3 separate regions of the Mus musculus genome follow, and regions 2 and 3 are each linked to region 1. Evidence: chromatin contacts called from public HiChIP or PLAC-seq data. All regions are on one chromosome and are shown on one strand. The core of a region is the stretch at or near the end of the contact, and the rest is flanking DNA. Distances in the headings are between cores, read along the strand shown.

Region 1 (3,782 bases), core at 1,226-3,725:
GATCTCATTACAGATGGTTGTGAGCCACCATGTGCTTGCTGGGATTTGAACTCAGGACCTCTGGAAGAGCAGTCAGTACTCTTAACCTCTGAGCCATCTCTCCAGCCCCTTTTTCCTTTCCTTTCCTTTCCTTTCCTTTCCTTTCCTTTCCTTTCCTTTCCTTTCCTTTCCTTTCCTTTCCTTTCCTTCCCTTCCCTTCCCTTCCCTTCCCTTCCCTTCCCTTCCCTTCCCTTCCCTTCCCTTTCTTTCTTTTTTTTTTTTTTTTTTTCTTTTCTTTTTTGAGACAAGGTCTCTCATTGGTCTGGAACTCACCAAGTCAGCTATGCTAGCTGGCCAGTGAGCCCCCAAATCTGCCTACCTCTGTCTCCCTGGCACTGGGATTACAAATGAGCGCCCCTTAAGTACCTACCTAGTGGCTCACATAGGGAGTCTAGCTGGTGAACTGAATGGGGAAAGATTAGCTGCTTAGTTAAGGAGGTCTGCCCCTGAGTGGAAAAGCTGATGCTAATCCAAATCTATCCTTTATCTTACTAACACTGTTAATGCTGGCCAGCCACGTGTTGGAGCATATTCGCAATCCCAGGCACTTGGGAAGTAGAAGCAGGAGGATTAGGAGTTCCAGGCCTGTTAACACCTTAGCATTACTTCTAGGCCCCGCCCAGCAGTTACCTAGCAACTGCCAGGTAAACTGGGGTTGCTATAAAAGGGACTGTTTGGTCTCTCTTCACTTTCTGACTTTCTCTCTCTGACCCCCTTTTCTCTCTCTGACTCCTTTCTCCCTCTCCTGCCCCACTCCATGTTCCTGGCCAGCGTCTTCTCTTTGTCTCTTTGTTCCAGCTCCATATCTTTCTCTCATTCTATCTCTCCCCTCGCTCTTTCTCTGTCTCTACTCCCTTCTCAACCCCCCTTCAACAGAATAAACTCTATGCTATACTAGACCTATGGCTGGTACCTTGCAGGGAAGGATGCCTTAGCGTGGGCCCACTGAGGTACCCTAACCCACTGCACCGTACCTCGCTCTTTAAAACATATTGTTGACTTTACAAAACACATCAAGGCCAATCACAGTTATGTCGCAAGTTAAAACCCAGCCTGGGCTAAGTGGGATCCTGACTAAGAAAACATAAGCAAAAAGTTAATGTTGCCGGGCGTGGTGGCGCACGCCTTTAATCCCAGCACTCGGGAGGCAGAGGCAGGCGGATTTCTGAGTTCGAGGCCAGCCTGGTCTACAAAGTGAGTTCCAGGACAACCAGAGCTATACAGAGAAACCCTGTCTCAAAAAACCAAAAAAAAAAAAAAACAACAACAACAAAAAAAAGTTAATGTTAATAAAAAAACAGGTAGCCAGGCAATGGTGGCACATGCCTTTAAACCCACCATTGGGAGGCAGTGGCAGGTGGATTTCTGAGTTCGAGGCCAGTCTGATCTACAAATTGAATTCCAGGACAGCTAGGGATATACAGAGAAACCCTGTCTCAAAACAAAACAAAAACCAAAAATTAATAAATAAAATAAATTAAAAACAGGTACTATGTTATTCATGTATCGGGGTAGACATTCATACAAACAATTTAATAAGTGTTATTAGATGCACACATGGAATGCTTATTTAATCTGTATAGATTGTTAACAGATTTACAGCTGAATGGTGCAGTCCTAGAAGGAGTTTGGAACTAGAAGGAGTTTGGAAGGAAGGTTTTGTGGGAAGATGGGATGAAGCCATCTGTTTCTTTAGTGAAGTAAAGGATTCCCCTCAGGGATCGCCCTCACCCTCAGCTGCTGGTTTTTAACAACTTCTCATATTTCAGTGTGGAGACCTAAATGTAGAAGAGTGATTCCCGAGAGGAATCCTTTGCTTCACTAAATAGTAATGCCTCTGCTTCTCCTCTACCATCCTAAGCACCTTCACATGCTTAGCTAGCCAGGAGCTTGTTGATTCTGGGCACTGTGCACAAGCTGCACCCTCAATCTAAAGTAGAATTTCGGTCCACTGCTTCATTGATCTTGACGGTGCACTCAGGTGGTTATTTACGAATGTATTGAACATTCACTGCTTCTGGGACGGACGGACACACACACTCACACTCACACTCACTCTCACTCACTCACTCACTCACTCACTCACTCACTCACTCACTCACTCACTCACTCACTCACTCACTCACTCATGCGGGCGCGCGCGAGGTGCTTCCGATGCAAAAGACCTGACCCTCCATCAATTGGTTCAATCTCTTCTGCACTGACTTCAACTACAGAGCTCTAAGAAAGCTTAACCCGGCCATACCATAACGCGCATGCTACTCTGAGGTTCCCCCCAAAGCGTGTGAGCCGGTTGCACCTCCCTCTCCCGCGAATTTGGGCCATCATCTCCGCAAAGATTCCCCCACTTTGTCATCTAAAATGGTACGCCCTACAGAGTTAGGAAGTCGGAAGTGCACCTCGGGGGCGGGACCTGTTGCTCTGGGCAACGGAAGTGCGGCTGCGTGGAGTAGAGCGGGAATTTTGGAAGGATCCCGAGCTGAGGTTGAGGTGACTGTTCAGGGTCTGTGCTTACAAGGAGGGAGGAAGTGGGACGGTGAGGACAGGCAGGGTCCCCTTGCGACGTGGCGTCCCGCCGTGCCTGGTTTCTGCGCAGGGGTCGGGGACATCAGCTTTGGCGGGTTTTTGCGAGGCTCGCTCCGTTCTGCCCTCCCTATTGGCCCTGCCCTGCAGTGTCAGCGCCTGCTTCTGGAGGGTCCCGCAGCCGGGTTTCGCGCGTGGAGCCCAGTGCCAGTGGGAAGAGAGGCCATTGACTTCGCATAGGATAGGCAGGATACTCAAGACGTGCACTGTCGAGCAGAACGGAGCTCCAAAAGCTAACGACCCCACCAGATGTTTTATTTAATTTCTCCATTTACATAGCGTTTATTTTAATATACAAAGCAATCACCCAGCCACCACTATAAGCACTTAGTATATTTTCGGCACCGTATATAGAAGTTAAGGTAGTAAAATCTACATTAGCTGCCTTATTTTATAGTTTCTGTTTCCTTTTAGTTTTGTTTTTGAGTCAGTGTCTTATATTGGCTACAGAGTGTGCCTGGTCATGTTTCCACCTGAGTGCTGGGATTACAGGAGAGCATCAACATGCTAGGTGTATACAAGTCTAGGGTTATGACGTCATCCAGCCCAGGGCGGCAGGCCTGCTAGGCAGTTCTACCGGCAGAGTTACGCCCTCTGGCCCACATCAGATATTTCTTATGTCCTTAATATAAGCTTGTTACTGTGCTCAAGATAACGATAAACCAAACTGGAAATACTCATGGAACTGTAGACCAGTGGGGGACCTAGCCATTAATTTAAAATGTAATATTAGAACTTGCCGGGGGAGGGAGGGGGGCTGGTGAGATGTCCCAGCAGTTAAGAGCATTGACTGTTCTTCCAGAGGTCCTGAGTTCAATTCCCGACAACCACCTGGTGGCTCACAACCATCTATAGGAGGATCTGATGCCCTCTTCAGGCAGGGGGATGTATATGCAGCAGAGCACTCATACATCAAATAAAATTGTTTAAAAAGTTAGTGACATTGTGGAAGGAATTTCACTGGTGTTTGTAGAGGAGGTAACACCGGAGCATCTGAGAGAGAGTGAGTTGAGCCGAGGTCTGAAGACTTTGTAGAAATTGAGAGCAAGGATGGGTATCTTTGTTTCAGATGAGAAATCGTTTATAAGGGTGTTGGGGATTTGAAGGACAGAAAACAATTTATTGTTCTTAGAAGAGTGATAAAATCAGAAACAGAATTA
Region 2 (3,930 bases), core at 122-2,621, 320 kb after region 1:
GTAACTTTTCTTGACATCCTCCCCTGGCCAAAAAATAAAAAATAAAAAAAGCCCCAGCACTTGATATCTCCGGTTTTTGTGTTCCAGCTGTCCCACTCCCCCTTCTAAGTCTCTACCATTGCTCCTCCCTGAAACTGCTTGACACCTGCCCATCTTCTTCAAAGAAGCCAAAAGATCCTTCAAGACCAAATTCCTATCACTAAACTCTGCCAGTTCTTTTTTTTTTCCATTTTTTATTAGGTATTTAGCTCATTTACATTTCCAATGCTATACCAAAAGTCCCCCATACCCACCCACCCCCAACTCTGCCAGTTCTATCTCCTAAGTATCTCTCAAGATTATCAGCTACACTCCTCATCCTGTTGCCAAAACCAGTCATGCTGCTGACACCCTGAAGGGATAACTTCTGCCTGCTCCCTTTCCGAGTTTCAGTCTCCCCGACCTCTCCAACCGCGCAGTCTAGAGCATCTTTCAAAAACACAGTTGTGACAGTCTCATTTTTACACCCCACTAACAATAAAGGAAGCTTAGAACACACTCCCTACCTTCCCCATCTCCTGAATACCATGCCTTTCCTCTCAGGCCATCAACCTCTGTGTTACCATCTTCATCCACCCACGCTTGGGCTGGGCTCACCTTCCCCACAGGGCCAGGGAAGCTGCTCTGCTCTGTCCCATCACCACTACAGACAGCCCTTTGTGCTGCCCACATCAGACACTGACCACACGGATGCCAGAGCCAGAGTCTCTCTCCCCATGGAAAGCAAGAACCCTCTTTGTCTATTTCGAACTCTATCATCAGCACCCAGCACAGGGTACAATACTATCTAGCAATCCGTGAGGACCCCTCCCGCCCCCAATCTCGCCTTCTCCTTTCTCACCACATTCTTCAACCGCAGTATCCCACGCTACACTTCGTTGTTTTCGTATTTACTGTTTAGCATCTCTGCTTGTATAACCGCTCATTCATTCGGTTCTGGTTAGGTGCTGGAGCCTGGGTACACAGAGGTAACAGTGCCTGGCGGCACTCCAATCCCCAGGTAGACTCTGGAGCTGTGTGTGGTCCCGGCTTCTCCTTCCCCACAATCAAGGCTCCGAGCCTCAAAGGCGCCCTGACAACTCCACCCGCGCGATCGGCCTCTGGGAACAGGCCCTCCCGGAAAGTTTGCAAAAGTGATTACAAACGTGGACCCTCGCAGGCTGCTCCTCCTGGCCCGGCCCGCCCAGTGAGGGAGCTCGCAGTAAGCTGAGGGGCACAGATGGGGGGCTGCTCAGTCGCCTCCCGGGTGAGCCCTGTCTAGCCCTCCATCCCCTCGGGACCCACACCCACCTGCCAGAGTGCGAGCGCAGTCCCGGGACGCGCAGCCAAGCTCGGCGCCCCGACCCGGCGCGCTCCGATGCCGTCATCGGGACCCCCGCCCCCCCAAACATCCCTCCCTTCACCCGCAACCCCGCCTGCCCCGGCGCTCGGGGGCGGAGGCGCAGGCAGGGCGCCTCCAAGTCGGTCCGCAGACGGGGCTGGGCGGGCCCTCCTATGGGGGAGGGGCGGGCCTCTGCCGGGGGGCGGGCCCAGGGAAGCAGCCAGTGGCTTCTCTTCAGGTCTTAGAAAACTGGGAAATCGGCACCAGACATCTGTCTTCTCATAGACCCACTTCTTTCTTTCTGCTCCCAGGGTTAAGCCATAATCCTCATTAAAAACAAAACGTAACAACAACAAAACCACCTTCCCTAGGAAGTTTTAGTTCCTAAAACTATGTCTCATTTTAGGATTTATGAGATTCAATCGCAGTTTAGAGTCACTGTCAAGGGACACTTGTCATCCAGAGAGGCAAAGCTGGCTGTCCATCTCTTTGACTGGAAACACCATGCTTTGTTGAATTTGTAATTCAAATCTAGAATCCAAGCCAGGGTGAGTGGCCCATGCCTATAATCCCAGAACTCTGCAGAATCCTTGAGCAGCAGGGGATCAGCACCATCCTGGCTACAGAGGTGTAGCCTCTGGACAAACACAAAAATAAAAAATCTGGAAAGCAGACTGGGAGAGGCAGAGTGGGGCATTTGCCTAGCATGAGGGAAGTCTTGTTTTTTTATCCCAAGTACCACGAATAACCACCACCATCCCAGAATACATATTTATCACTTAAAACACCACTAAAGAAAAACAAATTTTGATAGATGTATTCAGATGACTGCCTGCTATAGAGGCAGCATAATTAAAGGCTGCAGAAATGTCCAGTTCTCCCAGATCTATATGAGAAAACACTCAGCCCCATACAGTAGAATCACAGCCTGAAGTGAGGCCAATGATGAGGCCATGTGGTGTCTCATTGGTAAGATAAGCAGGGGCCGGGGGTCCCTGATAGGCATATTCTCTCCCTTGGTGACACAGATACAGGCCAGATTAGACCAGATTAAAAGTAGATACAGGCAGGTTTATTAGGAGGCAGATCTCTGGTGGGTTCACCGATCTCACAGGTGGAGGTCAGTGACGTCACACATCCGCTAAAGCAAGGGGCTTTTATAGAGTTTAGGTGAGGAGTGCCAGCAAGGAGCTGGGGTGATGTTCACACATGGTCAAAAACTGAGCCCCTGGGTGGGCACTCTTGGGTGGGTTGCTGGCAACGGGGAGCCCAAGAGTGATAAAGTGATGATGTGTTAGCCAGACATTTTCTCTGGGAGGGCAGAGTTGGAGGAAAGGAGGGCAGATGGGTTTCCCAACTTGTGCAGGGCACGGGCAGGAGTTCCAGACTAACAATCCCCAGCAGGTTGAGTCAGGGGCAACAACAGTGCCTGCTCTCCCACATGTATGATCTGTCATCTACAGACACTAAGTACCCAGAGGAGTGAGGGAGCATCACCACGTGGTGTGGCATGCTCTTGGGATCAAGTGATCTGTCCCTAGGTTCTTTCCTTCACTTCCTGTATGTCACGTGCTCTGCTCATCCCTGAGCTAAGCTCCGACAGGGTGATGGCCCTATAGGGCCTCAGGAGATGACAGACTGAGGAGCCATCCACAACCATATCCTAGACTTTTCAAATAGGAGTATAAGGAAGGGCCACCAAGAGGACACCAGGCAGCTCTCTGTTAGATGCATGAGAGCTGATGCTTGGGAGCCACCAGAAGTTGTGGCACTTCCTATAAAATACAGTTCCGTGAAGGAGATAAAGCAATAGGGCAATGCAGGCTCAGCTAGAGTGGAATTGCAGCTAGAGGCTCAGCATGCTGTGGAATTGCACGGTGGGTCCCAAACAGTTGGAGCCCTGAGCAGGAGTAACACAAAGTGCAAAGCAGCCTGCCACGGAGACAACAGAAGAGATTCATTTAGGCTGTGACTGCCAAGAAGCCAGCCGCGGAGCTGCATAAAGCTCACACGGTAATTGATGGAACCTCACGTTTTCCAGAGGAGTTATGACTGTAATTATAACAGCAATTACAGTAATTAAGTTACAGGGGAAGTAACACCAAAGCTGTGAATGTTATGGTAAAATTGTGGCATTCTGTGGCGTTAGACATCACTGGAACTGCCCATAGGAATTCATGACTTTACAAAGAAGTAACCTTTTCCTCACCCTTTCCAGTGGGCAGGTAATGGTGTGTGTGTGTGTGTGTGTGTGTGTGTGTGTGTGTGTGGTGTTGTTAGGTGTGGTAACATGCCTGTAATCCCAGAAGTGAGAAGATGGAGGCACAAGAGTCAGGGCTATGAACTCCTGCTGGACAGCAAATTCGAGGCCAGCCTAGGCTCTATGAGAGCCAAGAAAGAAGGGGATGGGGGAGAGGGAGAAGGAGTGTTGAGGGGGAAGGGAAGGGGAGGGAGGGTAAAGAAGATGGCATGGAAGGAGATTAGGGGAGGAAAATGCCCAGATGCTTTGAAAGTGGCAGATCTAAAAGTTCAAAGGGGTCTGGCAAGCCGGTTTCATTACTGTGGTAGTT
Region 3 (3,703 bases), core at 245-2,744, 350 kb after region 1:
AAGACGTGCGCCACCACGCCCGGCTTGTTTGTTTGTTTTAAATAAAGTAAAAAGGAGGGCCAGAGTGAGAGCAGGAGATAGAATTCACTCTCTGACCAGAGGCTCACACTGCTTATGTTATACAGCTTCCTCTCTCAGGTTTGGTTCAATAGTGGCTGAAAACAGGGCATTATTTTAGGAATGCTAGTTGGTTTGTTTGTTCATGGTTATATAGTTCCTTAGAAAGATTGGGAAATAAAATTTTGCTGAATACATATATCCTAAATTAAAGACAGTGTAGGGTACATTCTGGGACCACTGAAATGATATATGTGTTGACCTCTAATGAACCATGGCTAATCCTCAGCCATTCTGAGACTCTATCAAGTTAAACAGAAAGGCAGCATGGCCTAAGTGAAGAGGTGGGCTGGTGCTGGAGTCAACTATGTGGACCTGCATCTTTTGGCTCGGCCACATTAGTTTTTCCTAGCCTCCTGGTTCAGTTTCCCTATATGTGAAATTAGAATATTAAAGTATCTCAGGGCTGCAATGGAGGCTCTGTACAGTCAAGTCTCACCATTAGGACTTTTCTTACTTGTATGCTTAGTTAATTTTAGAGGTTGACCACTTAAACATCTGGAAAAGAAGTGTTGTTAAATTAAACTCCTATGTTTCACACATACCCCTTTTCCTTTTCTTTTAAATGATCACCGAGGGGCATTCAAATTTCTCTTTTAAAAAAAAATGAAGTAGGATTAGTTTTAAACACGCATTGGTGATTTCGAAAGTACACTATGTACTTGGGAGGTATTGTTCAAACACTTTGTCCGCTGTACAGTTTACAGTTTACAAAGCAGCTTTTTAACAGCTTGATATCTCCAAGGCGCAGACTGGACCAAAATGAAGATAAAGAAGATAAATCTGTCTTTCCGTGAGTTACGACTTCACGAGCGCTCCAAACTACAGGTGTTCTGTTTCCTTAGCTACAAAAGAAGCTCCAAGTTTCTCTGGAAAAGAAATCTCTAGGAAAGATGTCGAGCGGCTGGGAACTTTCCCTCTCCTGGGGAAAGTTAGGAGATCGCACTCATGGGCCGCTGTCACCTCCCGAGACACCGAGGTGGCTGACACGCACAGTCCCTCCGGGTTCACAGGGAGGAGGGGCTCGGCTCGCAACTCCTCAGTGGGAGCTGGCCGCGGCCTCGTGCCTCGATTTACCGGGCTGTGACCTCTTTCTCCGAGAAGAAACCCTGGGTCCTGAAGGGACGGGGGCGGAGGCCGACAGCACCTGACTCACCTGAAAAGTCGGTCCCGGCCCTGGCTTTGGTTGGCGACTCGGATGAAGGCGTCCATGGCTCCCACCCACAGCCACGCGTTGCGCCCGCTCCCTCGTGGGTCCCCTGGGACGTCGCCGGTCCCGGGGGACAGCGGGAACAGATTAGTTGCCAGGTGGGTGGGACTTCGTCTCTCCGCCCACACGGGGGTGGGCACACCTTCGGAAACGCGGCTTTTGGAGTTCCGGTTAGTACCGGAAGTGGTAGTTACTAAGGCGACGCCAAGCCACAAGACTTGTGAGTAGAGCTGAGTTTCACAAGGTCGTGGCCTTCTCCCGTCTTGGTTTCCAGGTAGAGGCACTGAGTGGGTCATTCCCCTGCCTCAGGCGTCCAGGTGTCCCCAGGTACCCATGAACCCCATCAGGAATGCTAAATGGTCTTCTCAGGCTGCAGGCCGCATCCTTTCCCAGTGTCAGGCCTTATGATGCAGGCAACAGAGCTAAGTCAGTTCCTGGGGTGTGTTTCTAGCAGAAGAGTGGGAGTAAAGTGGGAGAATTTTCTATTAGGATTATTGAAAAACCAAATGATTCCTGAGGAAATCCTACAAGCTCCACACCAGCAAAGCACAGGCAAGGGAGATCAGTGACATTGCACCGCTGATCGTTGGTTCTGTGGCGTTTGAAGATGGAGCCCCACTTAGTAATTTTCTTCTTTTCACCGCTTCTCCCTCCTTCCTCGCCTCATTACCTCTCCCCTGTCTTTCTGTTTACCCTACCCCTTTATGATATTATTCCAGCAATGACTCTGATGGCTTGGGTGGGAATATCCTGCTGAAACACAGCCTCAGTCTCGTCACCCAACCTTCTTAGGGGATGCCCCAGAGGTGCTTTTCTAAGGATGGGGTAACATGTGAGTTCCTAGGCTTCTCTGAAAGCTTGTGGGCCAGGACCCCTCAGTGACGCCTCTCTAGCCAGCTGAGCTACGCTCACTGATCCCTGCAGGGACCTGGGCCACATTAACTGTACAATAATGCACAATACATGGTCCTCCCTCAGCTGGCAGGCTTTCCTAATGCTCTAACTTGTTACTGCGGACAGCAAGGCTCCCTATTGTGGGCTAGTAAAAAAAAAAAAAAAAAAAAAAAAAAAAAAAAAGAAATAGTTGCAGATTGAAACTGGAGGGCGATTTTACTGCCAGCTTGAAAGAAAAAAAAAAAGACAACAGGGCAAACTGTGAATCTCAGTAGCTTCCAAGAATAGAGAGATGAAGAAGAGGAGGAAAAGAGAAAGCCGTGCTTTTTACAATGGAGGTTCCCAAGCAGCAGCTTGGTGAAAGGGTGGGAGCAGCGTGCGGACAGCATGTGAGAAAACCCAGAGTCTCTGGTGGAAGCTCTGCAAGCTGCTCCTTGAAAGGAAATTTATAAGCTTGCTCGGTGTGTCTGTGAAATCGGGTCGCCTACTTTTCTCTATTCCCTGCTTCGGGCCTGCCCCTAACACTTGCAGGCCCGAAGTAAAGTACACACCAGACCTATAGACTCTATGTTTAACTATTTGAAAATTGTATAACAAGTAACAAACTGTGAAATATGTTCTAGTTCCTTGATTGACACACATTCTCACAGTAACAGAAAGCCAGGCTGACTTTTAGAATTCTAAGGCTCCTTGAAACACCCACAAACACAGCTGGACTATGTAGTAGTACAGAGAAAAATGACTCCCAGACCTTCCCCACTTCTCTTCTGATTTCTTGCTCCCCCTACATTGATGAAAGGGGGGAATGTGTGGATACTGCAAGCCACACTCAAAATCTGTCGAATATCTCTGCAGACAGCTATGCTGTAGGCAACAGTTAGGTCTATCTGTGCTCATGTTAGCATCTGGTTCCCCTCTAGGAGGAACTAGGGAAGGCTTGTGCAGATCCTGGTATCATCTGGGCAGTGGTTTCCGTAGACTTGACTAGAAGAGGGAAGTAAGGTTTTAGGTAAGGATATCCTCTTGGCTCCATGACCGTGTAATTCTCCTTTCCAAAAGAAAGAGCTACGGAGAGAATGGGGCATCCTCTTTAAGAGCCCAGTGGCTCAGCCTCGTTTTTCCACCCTGCACCCCCTCTCCTCCTACCACCTCTCCACTCCTACTTCTATATCATTTGGGGTGGAGGGCTGCTTTGTGACATACTGGGTTTGACCAGAGCTACTTCTGATGGCATGGTTGTGTAGCAGTACGCATTTGTTGAATACTGGCTAAGTACAAATCGCGCTGCTTGGCTCGCTGTGCAGGAGGAACCACAATGAATGAATGAGCACAGTTGATCTGTCCGATGACAGAGACAAACATGGGTGCTTTTCTTTCTCCTGAAGTGCAAGATTTACGTCACTTGTTTTCAGTGCATTCCTGCATTCTGAACAATATCATAAAAATGTAATCATATCGTGTGGGTTTCTTTTTTTTTTCTGA

What was found. HiChIP or PLAC-seq counts read pairs in DNA pulled down with a chosen protein or histone mark.
Region 2: an H3K27ac HiChIP or PLAC-seq map of extraembryonic endoderm stem cells shows a contact between it and region 1, with 7 times the contacts expected there. The contact joins the promoter of Kif7 here to the promoter of Fanci in region 1. A contact is called at or near these places in 3 of 39 promoter capture datasets (the 3T3-L1 cell line, cranial neural crest and hippocampal neurons), 1 of 484 Hi-C or Micro-C datasets (LSK cells), 4 of 115 datasets of contacts at active chromatin or transcription factors (embryonic stem cells, extraembryonic endoderm stem cells and pancreatic cancer cells) and 2 of 9 other capture datasets (liver and pancreatic islet).
Region 3: an H3K4me3 HiChIP or PLAC-seq map of bone marrow-derived macrophages shows a contact between it and region 1, with 2.5 times the contacts expected there. The contact joins the promoter of Pex11a here to the promoter of Fanci in region 1. A contact is called at or near these places in 5 of 39 promoter capture datasets (the HPC-7 cell line, cranial neural crest, embryonic stem cells and 2 more), 2 of 115 datasets of contacts at active chromatin or transcription factors (bone marrow-derived macrophages and epiblast stem cells) and 3 of 9 other capture datasets (adipose tissue, liver and pancreatic islet).

The regions. Positions count from the first base shown.
Region 1 is chr7:79,389,863-79,393,644 of GRCm38.p6, forward strand. Fanci (Fanconi anemia, complementation group I) reads left to right here and starts at 2,476. Exons shown (of 38, transcript NM_145946.2): 1 at 2,476-2,529. It also overlaps a transcript of Rlbp1 not described here.
Region 2 is chr7:79,714,336-79,718,265 of GRCm38.p6, forward strand. It overlaps Kif7 (kinesin family member 7), which reads right to left and starts at 1,372. Exons shown (of 19, transcript NM_001291222.2): 1 at 1,330-1,372.
Region 3 is chr7:79,741,637-79,745,339 of GRCm38.p6, forward strand. Pex11a (peroxisomal biogenesis factor 11 alpha) reads right to left here and starts at 1,495. Exons shown (of 3, transcript NM_011068.2): 1 at 1,274-1,495. The coding sequence starts at 1,329. It overlaps Wdr93 (WD repeat domain 93), which reads left to right and starts at 1,513. Exons shown (of 18, transcript NM_001381990.1): 1 at 1,513-1,601.